Linked DNA regions of Mus musculus: region 1 is linked to region 2. Evidence: chromatin contacts called from public promoter capture Hi-C data. All regions are on one chromosome and are shown on one strand. Each heading gives the region's core, a stretch centred on a gene start, on an enhancer-like site or on the middle of the called end of the contact. The rest is flanking DNA. Distances are from core to core; before and after follow the strand shown.

Region 1 (2,700 bases), core at 118-2,617, 560 kb after region 2:
AGTCATGTATAATATATACATCAAAAATCCTTTTGTGCTTGTGTTTGACCATGTACATGGTTTCATTGTGCTATAAATCATATTCACATGAAATTTCATCCAAGAACACAAGAGCAATGACTATACATAGACTAATATAACATGTTATCTGCCTGTGCTTCTTCAAGTAAGGATGAAAGAGTGGGAAATTGATGTGCAGAACAATCAGGTGGCATCTGACAGTGAGGTTCCTACAGATGTTAAGTATGAATGGGCCACATAGAGAAAAGTTGATTTTTAAGAAAAAAGTATATTTTGAGTCACTCACAGGTACCCCCAGCAACAGCTGTAACTTTTTGATAATATCATTCACTGTGTCCAAATGTATTGTCATTACAGTGAACGGCTGAAAAAAAAGAAGAAATGTTACTGGTTAACAGTAATTTAATGGTTATTCACCCATTTATTACTATACCATAAAACCAAGATTTACTTAAGAAAATTACAAAGACAAGCATATAGAAGCATGAGAATCAATTATGGTTTTCCTATCTTTCATATAGCCTAAGGCCAATAAGAAGTTTTTCAGTATAATGGGTATCACTCTAAAGACCTGAGGCGTTCAGAATATAGCAGGTTGCTGACTATGCCTCATCCAGTAAAACTGTTTTTCCCAAGCCTGAGGACCTGAGTTAAAATTCCAGGGAAACACTCTGCGACAAGGAGAGAATCACTCTGGTGTCTTCTGACCTTCCCCAACACACACACACACACACACACACACACAAAGAGAGAGAGAGAGAGAGAGAGAGAGAGAGAGAGAGAGAGATTTATATAAGACAAACACCAACACACAAACCAATGTTACATTTATAGCCAAGCAGTAGTTATATAAAAGGATAATATATTTGGGAGTACTAAACATAAGCACTAAGCATAAAGAGCCATTGTGCATACAACAACAACAACACACACACAAGTGGATGTTACCAAACAGGTGAATATAGTAGAGTAGTATATGGTATTGAGCTAAACATTCTAATAACTTACACTTTTATGTATATATGTAATAATTATAATTATATATACAGTGGGGGAAGTACCCTTACTGTATGGCTGGAGACATACAGGTTCTGGGCTCTGTATATATTTTGTTCTACCATTTATGCCTCATACTAAAGCCAGAAGAAAACTAAAAGCCAGCCTCCCCTCACCCCCAGTGTTGGGAAGCCCCAGGAACCACAGTCCGTCCTGCTGTGATTCACCGTGTAAGCTTGGGAACCACACACCATCTTATCTGAAAAATGTCACATGGATCTAATATCTTCAACTTCGATCTCTACTGTAACCCAGGTTTCACTTTCACAATTTCATGCACTGCCCTCTCTATCGTAGGCCCTCGTCCCTCAAGCTCTTCACACAGGGACTCCCCTGCCACACACACTTAGGCATCGGCTGTCTGAAATATCATGGAAAGAATCCACAAGTGCTCGCTCTTGCATCCTGCATGTCTCTAAATTTAAGTTCAACTTACAGCACTCTGTTGCTTTGGGGGTTTAAAATCTAAAAAGTTACACATTTTCCTGAAAAAACAAACAAACAAACAAACAAACAAACAACAATCAGGTTCTTAAGAGTAAATTCTGCTCCCTGGTATCTACTTGTGTATTAGGTACATTTTGTTGATGAGATAACACCATGAACTGTTTGTTCTGGTTTCTGTTCCAGAGGCGTGAGAGTCTATCCTGGCAGGGGAACGTGGCTGCAGATAGGAGCAGGAAGCAGAGCAGAGGTAAGAAGTGAGAGTGGGCAATGAGATGAAAGCTCAGAGCCTGCCCTCGTGGAAGACTTCCTCCAGCAAAAGAAATGCCGCCTTCGCAGACAGTGTCTCCATTTCAGGACCCAGTGCTCAAAGGTCTGTACAAGTGCACTACAGGAATAGCACATACAACATCGGAGTGCTCAAAGGTATGTACAAGTGCACTACAGGAATAGCACATACAACATGGGAGTGGGCAAAGGTCTGTACAAGTGCACTACAGGAATAGCACATACAACATTGGAGTGGGCAAAGGTATGTACAAGTGCACTACAGGAATAGCACATACAACATCGGAGTGGGCAAAGGTATGTACAAGTGCACTACAGGAATAGCACATACAACATTGGAGTGGGCAAAGGTATGTACAAGTGCACTACAGGAATAGCACATACAACATCGGAGTGGGCAAAGGTCTGTACAAGTGCACTACAGGAATAGCACATACAACATTGGAGTGCTCAAAGGTCTGTACAAGTGCACTACAGGAATAGCACATACAACATGGGAGTGGGCAAAGGTCTGTACAAGTGCACTACAGGAATAGCACATACAACATCGGAGTGCTCAAAGGTATATACAAGTGCACTACAGGAATAGCACATACAACATGGGAGTGGGCAAAGGTCTGTACAAGTGCACTACAGGAATAGCACATACAACATTGGAGTGGGCAAAGGTATGTACAAGTGCACTACAGGAATAGCACATACAACATCGGAGTGCTCAAAGGTATGTACAAGTGCACTACAGGAATAGCACATACAACATTGGAGTGCTCAAAGGTCTGTACAAGTGCACTACAGGAATAGCACATACAACATGGGAGTGGGCAAAGGTCTGTACAAGTGCACTACAGGAATAGCACATACAACATCGGAGTGCTCAAAGGTATATACAAG
Region 2 (2,737 bases), core at 87-2,586:
TAACAAAGACAAAATGCTTACTAATGTATTAAACACACACACACGTAAATATTCAAAGTCCTGCCTCTTCTTCCTTAGCAATGAAAGTTTAATAAGCTAAGCCTGTGTTTTTTGTAGTAAGGAGCCTTTAATCCTACTTTTACTTCTAGAGGGATGAGAGTCTGTGCATAGGCAGCAATTTTTACTTTTTCTTCTAGCTTAAAACATTAAGTTGTGGGAAGTTATTCCCACAGTGTTAGTTAGTGGATCCAAAGCTAAGCTAACACGACCATTGTACTACATTGCCAAATTAAGTCTTTTTTTTGTGTGTGTGTACTTCGGAGAGCATGAAATTATAATTCTGAAAGCATGGCACAAACAAAAACTACTTGGATTAAGGCAGCTATCATGACCGCACAGCTTCCTTAAGATTCATGTAACAACTGAGGCCACAGTGTCCTCCACTCCATGTAAGCAGTGGAGTGTAGACTAAGTCAGTGATCTCACAAGCTAAATTCAGTAGTTGTAGGAGGAACTGGAAATTTTTTGATACACTTGCTAGTAGAACAGAACAAGAACCTGATAGAACTCATTATCTTTCGCACAAAATACTCTAGTGAGATTAGGTACTTAAATAGCCATTTAAAGCTTGGCTCCCAAGGCTACTTCTCTGACTTGATGTGCAATAGCACTATCTTAATAACATTTTTGATGCCTCAGTTTACACCTTTGTGAAGTGGTAGAACTGATCAGATGACTTTTGATATATCTTCACATGTCACTATTTATATAAATAAACAACATATTTAAGATAAACAGAGGACGGAGTATGAAACCAGCTACAGCTCCAATTCCTAAGCTCTAGCCTAGTTCTCTTAAATCAACGTGATTTTTATAAACTCACATTGATATGGTATCTGTACTAATATAGGTGTCATAGGCAATGTCTTCTGGTATCGATTCCTATTCTAACTCACAGAAATTCCACTCAAACCATAAAGGCCCATGGAAAAAAATAGGTCTGCCCCACCTATGTAAGATAACAGATTTTAAATGTTCTCACACTAAATACCTGTAGTAGCAGAAACAGCATCTATAGCCCTATAGCCCTCCCTGCTTCACCTTTGGTCCAGGACACCTACATGCATTTAGATTTAAGAGAAATGGATAAAGAATGGCCACCACAGCAAATGGGGTGTGTCACTTACCAGTCAGGGACAGGAAGAGTACAGCTACTGCAGAGATCTGCCCAGGCATGGCAGGTAAGATTATTCTACCACTGTTGTGTGCTTGAGTCTTCTGTAGGAATGGACTCAGTTTCAGAGCAGATCCACAGAACACCAAGGAACACCAAGCTCATCCACTTATGGCAGGGAAACTGATCTCACATCATGAGAGGTAGCTAATAGAGCCAAGCTTTGTTCTGTACCTCATAGTGAGAAAGTAAACACTTACCTCTTCCTGGAGTGTTTGAAAGAGATGAAAGTGTGGGTGGGGGCTAGTTAGGGTGAAGGGAAACAGAAATTATTTTTCCAGGAATGGTGGCAAATCTGGGGCATCTCCTTCCCTTATGAGATGGGTCTCCACTTTTTTTTTAACTAGATGTTTTCTTTATTTACATTTCAAATGTTATCCCCTTTCCTAGTTTGCCCTCCGAAAATCCCCTATCCCTTCCCCCCTTTCCCTGCTCCCCAAATCACCCACTCCCATTCCCAGTCCTGGCATTCCCCTATACTGGGGCATAGAACCTTCGCAGGACCAAGGGCCTCTCCTCCCATTGATGACCAACTAGGCCATCCTCTGCTATATATACAGCTAGAGCTACAAGTTTCACTATGTGTTTTCTTTGATTGGTGATTTAGTTCCAAGGAGCTCTGGGGGGTACTGGTTAGTTCATATTGATGTTCCTTCTATGGGGCTTCAAGACCCCTTCAGTTCCCTGGGTACTTTCTCTAGCTCCTTCATTGGTGACCCTGTGCTCTGTTCAATGAATGGCTGTGAGCATCCACTTCTGCACTGGCAGAGCCCCTCAGGAGACAGCTATATCAGGCTCCTGTCAGCAGGCTCTTATTGGCATCTGCTATAGTGTCTGAGTTTGGTGGTTATTTATGGGGTGAATCCCCAAGTGGAGCAGTTTCAGGATGGTCGTTCCTTCAGTCTCTGCTCCAAACTTTGTCTCTGTAACTCCTTCCATGGGTGTTTTTTCCCCCTTCTAAGAAGGATTCTGAGCTTCTGGGCTAATATCCACTTATCAGTGAGTACATATCATGTGTTTTCTTTTGTGATTGGGTTACCTCACTCAAGATGATATCCACCAGATACATCCATTTGTCTAAGAATTTCATAAATTCATTGTTTTTAATAGCTGAGTAGTACCATATTGTATAAACGTACCACATTTTCTGTATCCATTCCTCTATTGAGGGACATCTGGGTTCTTTTCAGCTTCTGGCTATTATAAATAAAGCTGCTATGTCTCCTCTTTATGTAATAGCTTGAAACCATTTCTATAAACTTTTGCCAGCCAGTTTCTCAATCACAAAGTTGTGGAGTAGTTCTAGAGTACTTTCTGTGTGCAAGGCATGCCACTGTGATGTTCATTGTTTCCTCATTTTGGAGGGTGTGTGTGTGTGTGTGTGTGTGTGTGTGTGTGTGTACTACAGAATAATGATGAAAAGCCAAGAGGCCACAGCAGAGTTAAAGAAGTTCTGGGATTAAATATATTTTTCCATTTTAATCAGTTCTATATATGTGTTAC

The links. Promoter capture Hi-C pulls out the DNA fragments that hold promoters and counts their contacts.
Region 1: a contact with region 2 is called in a promoter capture Hi-C map of pre-B cells, with 4 times the contacts expected there. The contact joins the enhancer-like site here to the promoter of Lamp3 in region 2. A contact is called at or near these places in 11 of 39 promoter capture datasets (3T3-L1-derived adipocytes, the C10 cell line, the HPC-7 cell line and 7 more).

The regions. Positions count from the first base shown.
Region 1 is chr16:20,263,939-20,266,638 of GRCm38.p6, forward strand. No RefSeq gene overlaps it. Among named protein-coding and RNA genes, the nearest start is that of Gm49566, 24 kb to the left of the region's middle. Within about 2 kb of position 1,368, at least 12 of the 459 cell types and tissues checked have an H3K27ac peak or open chromatin away from gene starts, as enhancers often do.
Region 2 is chr16:19,705,029-19,707,765 of GRCm38.p6, forward strand. It overlaps Lamp3 (lysosomal-associated membrane protein 3), which reads right to left and starts at 1,337. Exons shown (of 6, transcript NM_177356.3): 1 at 1,188-1,337. The coding sequence starts at 1,236.